Regions from separate parts of the Sus scrofa genome. Here all the other regions are linked to region 2. A link is a contact called in public Hi-C and HiChIP or PLAC-seq data. All regions are on one chromosome and are shown on one strand. Each heading gives the region's core, a stretch centred on a gene start, on an enhancer-like site or on the middle of the called end of the contact. The rest is flanking DNA. Distances are from core to core; before and after follow the strand shown. Region 1 overlaps RECK (reversion-inducing cysteine-rich protein with Kazal motifs). Region 2 holds the start of CCIN (calicin). Region 3 overlaps RECK (reversion-inducing cysteine-rich protein with Kazal motifs).

Evidence for each region. A called contact is a pair of places that touch in the nucleus more often than the background predicts. HiChIP or PLAC-seq counts read pairs in DNA pulled down with a chosen protein or histone mark.
Region 1: a contact with region 2 is called in an H3K27ac HiChIP or PLAC-seq map of skeletal muscle, with 6 times the contacts expected there. The contact joins the enhancer-like site here to the promoter of CCIN in region 2. A contact is called at or near these places in 7 of 47 Hi-C or Micro-C datasets (embryonic fibroblasts, heart right ventricle, liver and 2 more) and 2 of 2 datasets of contacts at active chromatin or transcription factors (alveolar macrophages and skeletal muscle).
Region 3: a contact with region 2 is called in a Hi-C map of skeletal muscle, with 5 times the contacts expected there. The contact joins the enhancer-like site here to the promoter of CCIN in region 2. A contact is called at or near these places in 2 of 5 promoter capture datasets (fetal liver and liver), 24 of 47 Hi-C or Micro-C datasets (adipocytes, adipose tissue, alveolar macrophages and 11 more) and 2 of 2 datasets of contacts at active chromatin or transcription factors (alveolar macrophages and skeletal muscle).

What each region holds. Positions count from the first base shown.
Region 1 is chr1:236,851,695-236,855,811 of Sscrofa11.1, reverse strand. The region is part of intron 6 of RECK (reversion-inducing cysteine-rich protein with Kazal motifs); the gene reads right to left. Among named protein-coding and RNA genes, the nearest start is that of RECK, 33 kb to the right of the region's middle. Within about 2 kb of position 2,666, at least 14 of the 83 cell types and tissues checked have an H3K27ac peak or open chromatin away from gene starts, as enhancers often do. A contact at or near this core is called in skeletal muscle, where this site is marked.
Region 2 is chr1:236,945,155-236,949,620 of Sscrofa11.1, reverse strand. It overlaps CCIN (calicin), which reads right to left and starts at 1,750. Exons shown (of 1, transcript XM_003121999.6): 1 at 1-1,750. The coding sequence starts at 985.
Region 3 is chr1:236,876,305-236,881,054 of Sscrofa11.1, reverse strand. It overlaps RECK (reversion-inducing cysteine-rich protein with Kazal motifs), which reads right to left. Exons shown (of 21, transcript XM_021065979.1): 13 at 2,677-2,817; 14 at 701-889. Among named protein-coding and RNA genes, the nearest start is that of GLIPR2, 41 kb to the left of the region's middle. Within about 2 kb of position 2,739, at least 2 of the 83 cell types and tissues checked have an H3K27ac peak or open chromatin away from gene starts, as enhancers often do. A contact at or near this core is called in skeletal muscle, where this site is marked.

The sequences.
Region 1 (4,117 bases), core at 1,417-3,916, 95 kb after region 2:
TTTTACTAATTTTAGGTTTAAAATAATGTTTCCTTCACTCGAGCATACTGATATTTGATTAATTCACCAATTCTGTTGCTTACTTTACACCCATAATGATTTTATAAACTCTGATCATACCCCTCTTTTTGATAAGATTCCTAACCTTAGGTAATTATACCTAAGATATAAACTATAGGTAACTACCTTTTCGCTGCTTAAATTACGGATGATTAGTTTGACAGGGCTTAAAACATACACGTAATGTGTTACAGCACTGGCTTAGTTTCTTCATTTCTTAAGACAGTCAATCTTGAGGTCTTAGGCTAGTCAGTTCTTAAGTCAGATGTCTGAACGCCATCTAGTGGCAAAAGTAGGCAGTAACAAGGTTTATACTCAGGCTTAAACAGAGCCTCTTTTGGATCTTCTGCCACCAAGACTAAACTCTATGTGACTCCATATAACAGCTCCCTCACCCCAATCATCTTACTCTAGACTATATCAAAATTAGAGTGTTAATTGAGGTGAGGATCTACCACAACCTCAGAGACCCAAAGAACAAGTCAGCTTGTGGGAGTTGACAGCATCCCAAGAGTTCTTCAAGTCCCAAAGCCTTCACTACACAGCTGGAGAGACAGAGGAACACAGAAAGGGTAGAGCTGGGGAGAGAACCCAGACTGCTCTCTGTGCCGGTGCTCTTTCATGACACTATCCTGTGAGAAGACTTTGGACTTAATAGTCCAAATTATTCTGAATGTAGCCAATGCCAAGGTTGAATTCCATCTATAGAATAATCTATTTTAAGTCTATTTTTATTTATTTATTTGTCTTTTTATCTTTTTAGGGCCACACCTGCGGCATATGGAGGTTCCCCAGCTGGGGTCTAATCCAAGCTGTTGCTGCCAGCCTACACCAGAGCCACAGCAACGCCAGATCCGAGCTGCATCTTCGACCTACACCACAGCTCATGGCAACGCCGGATCCTTAACCCACTGAGCGAGGCCAGGGAGCAAACACGCATCCTCATGGTTCCTAGTTGGATTCGTTAACCACTAAGCCATGACGGGAACTCCTAAGTCTATTTTTAAAATCAGCATCTTAAAATATGAAAAAAATCATTTTCTTTATGTTATTATTACTCCCCTTAAAATATATGATCATGAATTCTTTCTTCAGGCAGCTGCTTTCCTTAACCAGTTCCCTACCAATAAGCAGTTCTCTTCACCTAGTATTGGGAGCAGTTAACCTGTGGAAAAACCTGGCAGAAAAACTAACATACAGAGTAAATGTCAAGGGAACCTTATGTGATCCTTCAGGCCACAGTGACCTTCCTTCTTGGGGGAAAAGCCTTTGGGTCCATCTGGGAGGTAGACTCTTTCCAACCTCTTGTTCAGAAGTTGGCTCTGCAGATTTACTTTCTTGCCCAGCCACCCACTTTTTCACTTGTGACCCCTTCTAACATTTCTCCATTTGTCTCTATCCTTTCACTGTCCATTGCCCTTCTACAACTACTGGCCCCTCGAGCTTCTTTTCCATTCTCATCAATGATGAAAATGAAACAAATATGGAGCATATGAATCTTATAAAAAAAACAAACAAAACCAGGTTTGAACCTTGGATGCTTTAGTCACTTCTGAACAAAGACCCAAAAGAGCATATTTTATGAACTGCTATTTGATGTTTCCTATTCCCAAGGCTACTGCTTAAAAGTAATGGGGTTGCTTTGTTCTTAAGGCTTCAATAAATAAAATGTGTTAGCTTTTCACAGATGGACTGAGATTTCTCCCAGTTTGAAGTTTTGCATGAAAAACCTAGATTATCAAATGCTAAGTCGGAGAGACCAAATAATTAACCTTTTAAAAATACGTTTTTGTGGGGAAATAACAATTAAAAAAACTCTTTATAAAAAATAAAAATATGTTTTTAAAGCTTGACAAGATGTTTTCTCCTTGTTTTGGACACTACGGCTTTTTAGTGAAAAAAGAAAAGTCTAAGGACTAGAATATGTAAAGGAGTTTAATGTGACATGCATATCACTAAACAAAAGATTCTTCAGTTTCTTCAGCCTCCCAAAAAAGAAATATCATTTCAATAGCTGGATAAAAATGAGCATACCAAATTGAAATAAGATTAATAGGTCTAGACTGCTCGGAGAAGTTTGCTATTATCACCACAGAGCACCAAACCCAGCTGGAAGCAAATTTTTTGGCAAATTAACATCTGCAGCATAACACAAGGTCTAGAACAGAGCTTACAAAGAATATGTGTTTGTGGAAAACTGATGGTGGCAATGGCCCCAGTTTTTCACATTCTCTTATCTATTTCTCTCACACTAACTCTGGACTTAGTCGTGTGATTTACTTTAGTCAAGTGGACAGAAAGTGTGAAATAAGTAGAGGCCTGTGTATATACTTGCATGATTCCACCCCCTCTCTGGGGCCCCGTCACCACCATGGGAATCTGCCTGAGCTAGGCTACTAGAGGGGCTGGAAGAAACACATGGAGGAGAGCTGGAGAGCTGAGCTGATTTAGGCAAGGACATCCTAAACCAGCCATGCCCTGCGTGACCTGCCAGCTGACCACAGCTGCATTAAGTGAGCCCAGCCAGAAGCAGCTAAGCCTGCCTAGATCAGAACTGTCTAAATCTGTGAGAAATCACAAATTGTTACTGTTTGTTTAGGCTATGGAGTTTTGGGATGGTTTGCTACACATTACTGGGATACAGATACGGTATTCAGCGCTTTCTCTCCTCGTTCAAAGAATGCCTAATTCATGGACATTTACACAAGGTTTTCACATAAAACTGCTATTTACTCTGAAACAAAGAACCTTGTGTACCATCCAGAGTGGAAAATTCTTCTGTTAGAAAAAATTCTATCCATGGAGTTCCCGTTGTGGCTCAGCAGAAACAAACCAGACAAGTACCCACGAGGACACGGGTTCAGTCCCTGGCCCCGCTCAGTGGCTTAAAGGATCAGCACTGCTGTGAGCTGTGGTGTAGGTCGAAGGTGTGGCTCAGATACAGCATTGCTGTGACTGTGGTGCAGGCCAACAGCTATAGCTCCAATTTAACCCTTAGCCTGGGAACTTCCATATGCCGATAGTGCGACCCCAAAAAGAAAAAAAACAAAAAAACTATCTATAAAAGTAACTGTAGCACCTATCTACAGGCAACAAATTTTTGTTCATCCTTTAAGTCTTACCTGCTCTGTGAAGACTTCCCCAATACCTTGGGCAGGGTTTTTTCTTCCAGGCTTCAACTTGTCCTGTACAGACATCTAGCAATGTACTTGCCTCACTGTTGTGTGATGGACTATCTGCATTTCTCTATTTCCAAGGACTAGGCTATGAACTTCTCACAGAGAGTGGCTAAATCCTCCCATCTCTGTACTCTGAGAACAGTGCCTAATACACATTAAGCATATCAATTCAATGAATGTTGAAGGAATGAATGAATGACAGATGCAAAGGCAACTGAGACATGGGCTCTGCTCCCAAGAACTCATGAGTTTAGTATTAAAAAGTGACATGTAAACAAAGAGTTACCCTGTATGGTGACAAATGCTATAATAAAGCATGAAAAGTGTTTATAAGTAGCAAATAATTTTTTTGTGTGTGGAAGGAAGAGGACTGGGCTGGAAAGATTTTAAAGAGGAACCATATAAGCCAGGTTTGGATAGGGGCTGTAGTATGCTGGGGTGGGGAGACATTTCACAGGGGTGAGAGTAAAGAGGAGATTTGACTTATAATATTTGCTGATATTTTATGGTATAAATATCCCCATCACAGCTGCTTCCAAGTTAAAAACAGGCTTGCAAAATTCCTGAACATTTAACAACCAGCTCTCCCTAGCTGGTAGGAGCTGGCGCCAGCCTATTACTGGGCAGGGATGCTAAGATGGATTCAGGGAAAGGGAATTCCAGCAGGACAAGAGGTGGTACAACTATAACCTGGGACGTTATAAGCCGTGAGCTGCTGAAGTGTTAAGGAGGGAAGAGTCAGGTCAGGGGCTAGATCAAGAAAAGATTAGCTATACCAGGCTGAGGAACATGAACTGTATCTTACAGGTGAGTCATTACAGAGTATCAAGACAAGGAGTGATAAGACCACGTTGGGTCTTTAAAGAGGTCACCCTAGG
Region 2 (4,466 bases), core at 501-3,000:
TGTAGCGACCGGCCGCAGTGGCGCTAAGGGCTGCCGCCCGATAGGGCATCTCTGAGAGCTTCAACCACAGGTTCTCCTGGATGATGTAAGCGAACACGCCATCGTTGAACTTGCCGTGGGCCTTCTGGCCTCCGAGGATGACCACCGAATCAAGCAGGGCCCCTTTCCGCTGGTAGCTCAGCAGACTGGTTGGCCTCTCCTGCTTGCGGTCCACAAGGACACTCTCAATCAGGGTGGAGTGGGCTGAGCTGTTCTCCATGCCCATCAGCTTGTTGCTGGCATACATCAGCGTCTTGTTGGAGACGGCGTTGAGATTGATGTAATTGAAGAACTTCTTGAAATACTTCTCCCGCTCATCCTTCCGGAAGTATACCCAACTGAGGAGTGCCTGGAGAGCCTGGTCCTCGTTGAGCACGTGCAAGTTTTCATCGCGCAGCAGGCGGCCGAAGATGACAGGTGGACAGCGCATGAAGTGCAGGGAGCCCTCGGGGCTGGCCCAGTAGTGGAAGTTGTCGCGAATGCCGGAGTAGGCCAAGTCCGAGACCTCTTTGAGTTCAAACAACTCGGCCAAGAAGAGGTAGCGCAAGCAGTTGGCACGGCGGATGGACTTGATCAGGAAGTCATTGCAGTGAATTCGAAGGCGGGGGGTGTTGAAATACTGGGCCCCGCGAAGCAGCTCCTCCACGTTCTGCTCGGAGATCACCACCTTGCCGCTGTAAAAGTAGTCTAGGAGGTGGTCCACCGTGGTCGGACTCAGGTAGTTGGGGTCGATGGTGATAAAGAGCTCATCGGTGGTTTTCATGTCGTGGTTGGAGATGAGGCTCTTCACCAGCGGAGAGACGGCAGCCAGCACGTTGCGATGTGCAAAGAAGACGTGGTGGTCCACAGTCAGGGCCATGTCCCAGTATTCTTTGCGTTTCCTCTGTTTGTTCAGGTTCTGCAGCACAAAGCTGTTGTAGTTTTTCTCGGTGAATTCCAATTTCATGGTGCTTCTTGCTGGCTGAGGCAGACGATCAGCAGCAGGTACTGGAGAACGGACTTTCTCAGGCCTTTGGGATTCAGATGGATGGTTGTCTGCAGCGCAGTTGAGCAGGGAGGCGGGCGGGTGGGAGAGAGGATGATGTCATAGAGTGGACGAGGTCATCACAATGCCGACCCCCCCACCCCAGGCCTCTCTCAGAGGCACAGGGCTTTTCTCCCCTCCGACGGCCCCGACCTGACCTGCCAAGGCCAGGACGCGTGCTGGGGTCCAGAACTCAGGAGGACACGCAGATGGGTCGCAACTCCCACCTGGGACCCTCAGCCATAGTTCACCGTTGCTGCTAGAACGCCAGAGCCACTTTGGGCAGGAGTTGGTGGAGGGAGGCTGAGGGAGGCTGGGGGAAGGAAAGGGATTATTAGATCATCTAGAAGAATGTACTTTGTGCAGGAGGGAAACTGAGGCTCGGAGAACAGAAGGGGTTTGTCCAAGGTCATGTAGCCAGTCAGAAGCAGAGCAGGGCCTGGGACCCAGGCCTTCTGTAATGCAGCACTTTCCCCACCTTTCAGGACACTCCGAACTACTCAGCTCCTCTGTCTCTGATTCTCAAGCCCCAACGCTCTCTTCTCTGCCAAGGCCCCTGGGTATCAGAGAAAGAGAGCTCTGTTCTATGGCTTCTTACCTTTGGGTCCACAGAAAACATTCCTTATAAAACTGAGAGGTAGGAGTTCCCGTCGTGGATCAGGGGTTAACAAATCTGACTAGGAACCATGAGGTTGTGGGTTCAGTGGGTTAAGGATCTGGTGTTGCCGTGAGCTGGGGTGTAGGGCGCAGACTCTGCTTGGATCCCGCGTTGCTGTGGCTCTGGCGGCGGCTACAGCTCGATTGGACCCATAGCCTGGGAACCTCCATATGCTGCGGGAGCAGCCCTGGAAATGGCAAAAAGTCCAAAATAAATAAATAAATAATAAATAAAATCAAATAAATAAATAAAACTGAGAGGTAGAGGCCAGTCACTGGAGCAAAAATGCAAGTGTTATCCTTGCCCCGGGGGATGGGAGTGGGTTGGAAGCCCTGATTATTTCAGTATTCCCTGAAAACCGGACAGTCTCTCTACATTTCCAAGCCTGTAAAATGTTGGGGGCTGTGATGGGTCAGCTCTCTTCATCACGTGTGGACTTGGACAGGTTGCTTTTTCTCCTTAAAACTCAGTTTTCTCATCTGTGAGATGGGAATCATCATAGTACCCCCCCCCCTTTAAAGATTATTAAGGATTGTGTTACAAGAGAAAATGACGAAGTGTTAAATCAGAGCGTTTGGCTCGAAACAAACGTTCAAAAACGCTAGCTGCCGTTATTATTACATGAGTTCGCCAAGCTTTGGCGTTCCTGGCTGCTCCCTTTGTAAACACTTGTTTACCTGGTTCTGTTCCCTGGAGTTGAGACCTAGCATCCCCCGTCCCCTCCCGGCAGGCTCCCTGCTCTTCCTCCGGCCACGCGGTGGCGCTAGAGGGTCATCTCCCACTTGGGAGCCGGGGCGCCGCCAACGCCTGCGGCCCCGCCCGGGTCCAGCGGAAGAAAGAAGCGGAGCTGCCACCCCTTCTAGGCGCCCCCTGCGACCCTGGGATTCCCTTGGCTGGGCCTCCTACGATCGCCACAAAACACACCTGTGCCCTTTTTCCAGACGTGGGTACTCTGCCTCAGACGGCAGGCGCTTGGCCGGGCAACCAGAGAGGAGCCATCGGGACTGGGGGCATCCCCCTCAGTGTCCGCGGGTTGGTTTCTTCGCAGGCTTGGCTGGCTCAGACTCCCGCAGCACTGCGCCCCCGCCTTCGGAGCACACGTGGGGCTCCCCGAGTTCCCGGGGCGCGGCTGTGCCCAGGAAGGGATAGGGACTAGCCGGAGCCTCCCACGGAGGAGGGCCGGCTCCTGCAGGCCCTACCAGGACCAGCCTTTTAGAGAGCTCCTGGGAAGGGGCTCAACACGCAGACGCTGGTCGCATTGGCGACACCTGCAGAGAGGCCTGGCTCGGCCCGCGCCCTCGATCCCCTCCAACGCGGCCCTACGCCCTGCTCCTGACCCTCAGGCCATCCTAAGCGCTCCTACTAAAAACGCGCCTGTTACTGGAGCCTGGGGAAAGTAAGCTTTTCCCCTCCCTTGGGGCAGTCAAGATCTCATTATTATTCACTCTTTCCCTTATCCTTTCACTTCGGACCTAGCTTTGTCTTTATTGGGGGATTTGGTAATTTGAAAATTATTTAAAAGTGCTTACCTTTTGGAGTTCCCACTGTGGCTCAGTGGGTTAAGAACCTGACAGAGTATCCGTGAGGATGCGGGTTTGATCCCTCGTCTCGCTCAGTGGGTTAAGGGCCCAGCATTGCTGCAGGCTGTGGTGTAGGTTGCAGATGCTGCTCGTATGGTGTAGCTGTAGCATAGGCCGTCAGCTGCAGCTTGGATTTGACCCCTCGCCCAGGAAGTTCCATATGCCACAGGTGCAGCCTTTAAAAAAAAAAAAGAAAGAAAGAAAGTACCTACCTTTGCATGCTGAATTTGTTCACCTTGATGCCTGAATGAGTTAGAGTCACTCTGACTCTTGAGATATGTGTCTGCACAGGGCTAAGACCTTCTATTTTCTCTGAGGAAAGAAGGCTTAGATTCCAGCCCTCCACAAACTAGCTATGTGGCTTAGGTGGGTCCCACCAGGTCTGTTGTCTCCCTATGAGGATAAGTGAGCTCTAATTGCTTCAGCAGCCCAGGTCTGGAGAGGAGAGGCCAGAAGCAGCGGCAATTCACGTGGAGGATGAAGCCTCCTGGTGCTGATGCTGGGTTCTTGCTTTTCACTCCCATTGGCCTCCTGGCCGGCCCACCCAGTAGGAGATGGATGGGTCAGGCCCTGGTGTTTCATCAGTCCCTTGCCCCACATCCACTTTGGTGGAGGAGGCAGCCATGCCCCTTTGTTTTTCTTTCAGGCTGCAGAACACAGGGGCAGGAAGGTCTCTCATCAGATGCTTCCTTCAATTAAGAAAATTGGGCTTATGGAGTTCCCTTATGGTGCAGAGAGTTAGGGACCTGGCATTGCCACAGCAGCAACTTGGGTTACTGTGGTGGCATGGGTTCAATTCTTGGCCCAGGAACTTCCACATGCTGCGGGCATAACAAAAAAAGGAAAAAGAAAAAGAAAAAAAAGCAAGGAAGAAGAAAGTTGGGCTTAGGAGGTGTTATGGTGACCTGAAAGGATCCAGCAGACTTTACTCCATGTGCCAGACCTTGTGCACTGGGATAGATTGGGGCCCAGAGAAGGAAAGAGGCTTGTGCACCTCTGAGTGCACAGAACTAGGGCTGGGACCCAGGTTTCCTGACTCCTTGCTCTGCTCTCTGGCTGCAAAGGGGAGCTGGCTATCTGGCTCGTCTTCTGCTCTCGTTGAACTTGTGGGAGTTGCCGTCTTGAAGAAGTCCATTAAAGTTAGATTAGTGCCCACCTGCTCAGC
Region 3 (4,750 bases), core at 1,490-3,989, 70 kb after region 2:
CAAAGAGGCACAGGGGAGAAAGACTGTGGAGGAAGGGGTGGGGAGAAGACCTATGTCCCTGCCTGCGGAAGGCTTTGGAGTCAAAGAGGCCTGAGACTGATTTCTGCTTTAGTCACTTACTAGCTGGGTGACCTCTGAGCATCAGATTCTTTATAATAGTACCTGTTTCAAAGAGCAACCGGGAGTAAATCATGAGATAATACAAGCCAAGACTTAGCATAGTGCTTGACACACAGTTAAGAGTTCAATAAGTATTAGTTATCATTAGCTTTAAGTCCCTTCTTAATGAAGTTTCTAAGAGAGTTCCCTAGAAGTCTTTGTGTTCTGAAGAGTATAGTTTGAAAAATACTCCCCTGCAGTATCTGATTTATAGACTTTATTCTTTGGTAAAAATCCACCCAATGTTCTCCCTACAAAGTTAATATAACTAATCCCATATTAAAAACAAACAAACAAACAAAAAAACCCAGGGAGTTCCTGTTGTGGCTCAGCAGCAATGAACCCGACTAGTGTTCATGAGGAGGTAGGTTTAATCCCCGGCCTCACTCAGTGGGTTAAGGATCTGGCGTTGCTGTGAGCTGTGGTGTAGGCCAGCAGCTGTAGCTCCAACTTGACCCCTAGCCTGGGAACTTCCATATGCTGCAGGTGTGGCCCTAAAAAGACAAAAAAACAAACAAAAAAAGAAAACAGTTCGACTCACTTTTTCTTTTTCCTCCAACAATACAAGACTTCTGAAGGTCTATACAGTGCATCTCTATGCAGTTTTCTAGGAGTCCACTTTGTCCGCATGAGCAAATTTTGTAACAACCAACTTCCCCTGCTGATGATGGCACCTGGATTAGTGTCCCTTGACGGACAATAAAATCAGAGGCTTCTCCCAACTTGCAACCTGTGCAGACAAAAATTAGCTAAGAAAAATTGTACTGTGCTCTGATATTGTTTTATGACACTAGGTACACCTCACATACATCTTATAGGTACTGCGTGGCCACTAATGATTATATAATAGAACCTCCAATAAACTAAGGAATTGCTTTGATACACAGGCCAAAAACATATCCTTTCAAAGGGAAATTTCATGTTCCGTGAGATAGTGGTGATTAAAGGGCCCATACCCCAAAGTTAGCTATAGTTCTATGCCAAAAATATTGTAAGATATGTAGTTTTTTATTTCTTTGGGTTTATCAAATATATTTTAAAATCATAGATTTTTAAAAATGGAGTATGGAAACTGACAGTAGTTTCAGAATAATCTTGATCATAAAATTTTACTGATAGAATACAAGCAATATCTTAAATTCAAAGAAAAGTTGCATACTTGAGATTGGACCCATTTCTTTACAATTTTAACAAGATGTATTATGATGTTATAGCTGATATACTGTAGTACAATACAAGTATTATAAGGGTACTTTGAGACATACTTATTTAATCTTTTGTTCTTTTTTACTTCACATGTGTTTAAAAATTTGATTCTAACATGAAAAACATTTTCAACTGGGAAATAGATAAAAAGAAGTAAAGTGTTGCCAAAACTACATTCTAAAGAGGCCCACAGGGAGATAAAGATCATAAAAATTCTGTGGGATCAAAATTTTTGAGCCTTGAAATCACATGCATTTCAGCACATTAAATTTATGAAGATAGTTACATATCCTATTGAGAATGCTATTTCTCCATGTATTAAAGGAAAGAAAAGAAAAAACATGAACAACATGCAGTACATTTTCTCAAACATTACAACATAGAAAACGAAGTATAAAAAGCTGGCCTAAGGTTATTTTTTCTTTTGTTGTTAAGAACCCTATAACTAAACCTATACAATGTTCTAAGTCAACTACACTACAGGTACAATTAAAAAAAAAAAAAGAGGAGTTCCTGTCAAGGCTCAGTGGTTAACGAACCTGACTAATATCCATGAGGACGTGGGTTCGATCCCTGGCCTTGCTCAGTGGGTTAAGGATCCACCGCTGCCGTGAGCCATGGTGTAGGTCGCAGACGTGGCTCGGATCCTGAGTTGCTGTGGCTGTGGTGTAGGCCTGTAGCTACGGCTCCAATTCAACCCCTAGTCTGGGAACCTCCATGTGCCACATGTGCGGCCCTAAAAAAGACAAAAAAACAGAGTTCCCGTCATGGCTCAGTGGTTAACGAATCCGACTAGGAACCATGAGGTTGCGGGTTCGATCCCTGGCCTTGCTCAGTGGGTGAAGGATCCGGCGTTGCCGTGAGCTGTGGTGTAGTTTGCAGACGTGGTTCGGATCCCGCGTTGCTGTGGCTCTGGTGTAGGCTGGCGGTTACAGCTCCGATTCGACCCCTAGCCTGGGAACCTCCTTATGCAGCGGGAGCCGCCCCCAAAATGGCAAAAAGACAAAAAAAAAAAAAAAAAAAAAAAAAGACAAAAAACCAAAAACAAACAAAAAAAGAACGCTATGACTCATTATGAGAGTCTGGTTTTGGCTCTCATGAGATTAGTTCACAATCGAAATGACTATTAAAAATTACATTTGTCTTTGTCTTTTTTTGCTTATGTAAATAACACCTGTTTATTGGTAAAACCTTGACCATTACAGAAAAACATAATTTAGAAAATAATCTCATTCCAAAAATAACTCTTATAAAGAGCGAGCAGTGGTACATACCCATGCCCACCCCACGCCCCACTTATCTACCTCTTACCTTGCACACAAGAGTAGGGAAGACAGGGATCTCCAGCTGGACACCCCTTCCGGTTGACCTCACAGAGTTCATGGGCGGGGCAAGGATTTGGGTTACAGGGATGAGTCACCTCTTCCACAATGTTACCTAAAGTGCTTGGCCCTGCAAAAACCAAAAACAGATCAGTTTAACCCACCCAAAAGAGTAACAAAGTTCTGTACATTGTCTGAATTAATGACATCTATAAAAAATGGTGAGGACTGATTCTAGGAAGCTTTTAAAATACTCAGATTCCCTAATCATTAGTACATTTAGCATACACATACATTTATTCATTTATTTACTTATTGGGTGCCTACAATATGCCTGGCAAGGTTCTTGGTACTGGAGATAGAGTAGTGAACAAAATAGACAAATCTCTGATACAGAGTTTACATTCTGGTCAGGAAGTAGACAATGAACAGACCTGGTGTGTGATTAAATTAAAAGACAGATAATGATTAAATAACAAGTAGAGTAAGGGGAAGGAAAGTAAAGGTATATATATATATATATATATATATATATTTTTTTTTTTTTTTTTTTTTTTTTTTTTTTTTTTTTTGGTCTTTTTGCCTTTTCTAGGGCTGCTCCCCTGGCACATAGAGGGTCCCAGGCTAGGGGTCTAATAGGAGCTGTAGCCGCCGGCCTACACCAGAGCCATAGCAACGCCGGATCCTTAACCAACTGAGCAAGGCCAGGGATAGAACCCACAACTTCATGGTTCCTAGTCAGATTCGTTAACCACTGAACCACGACGGGAACTCCAGTAAAGGTGAAATAAGGTGGTCAAACAGGTGCCTATGTATAAGAGGGATAATGTAGCATATTTTACCATAAGTAATAATAATTTACTATGGTAAGTTGGAACCTATACAATGATTATATTTATTAACTTGTTAAATAATGACCAAAGGAGTTCCCATTATGACTCAGCAGGTTAAGAACCCAACATAGTGTCTGTAAGGAAGCGGGTTTGATCTCTGGCCTCACTAAGGGGGGTTAAAAATCTTGCGTTGTTGCAAGCTGCAGCAACATAGGCCCAGATGCAGCCCAGATCCAGTGTTGCTGTGGCTGCGGAACAGGCCTGAAGCTGCAACTGTGATTGGACCTCTAGTCTAGGAACTTCCATATGCTGCATGTGCAGCCATAAAAAGACCAAGGAAGAATCTCACTTGAGATACAGCTATCCTTCAATATCTATGGGGGATTTGTTCCAGAACCCCATAGAAACCAAAATCTGAGGATGCGCAAATCCTTTATATAAAATGCACAGTATTTGCATATAACCTAAGAACCTTTTCCTATATACTTTGTCACCTCTAGATTATTTGTAATATGTAATACAATGTAAATACTATGTAAATAGTTGTAAATACAATGTAAATGCTATGTAAATAGTTGCCAGATGTACAGCAAAATTCAAGTTTTGCTTTTTGCAACTTTCTGTAATTTTTTCCTAAATATTTTTGATTCGCAAATACAGAACCTGTGGTTATGGAGGGCCACATATGTGGTCATACGATACTGAAAGAGAGTTTTTTTGGAGGCGCCGTACCTGCAGCACGTGGAAATTCCCAGGCCAGGTATTGAACCCATGTCACAGTTATGGCCTGCCCCACAGCTCTGGCAATGCCAGATTCTTAACCTGCTGCATCGTAAGGGAACTTCTGAACAGAATATTGAAATTTATTTATTTTTTGGCTACACCTGAGATATGTGTAGTCCCCAGGCCAGTGACCAAATCTGTGCCATAGGTGTGACCTGAGCCACAGCAGGGACAACTGTGTGGCTTAACCACTAGGCTACAAGAAAACTCTTGAGTATTGAAATTTAAACAAAAGTATTTCTTTAAGTTTCCTCCCACTGAAATAGTTTCCTTCTACACATGTGTCTGCCTGCTCTAGTAGAGTCCCAGATTGTGAATACATTCATTTCGCTTATTTGATTTTAGGCCAGACTCAGACTCTAAGGCTAAGAGAGGCTCTTGGAGTTTATCTCATCCATCTCAATCATTTTACAAACAGGGAAGCTGAGACTTGAAGTGATCTTCTTA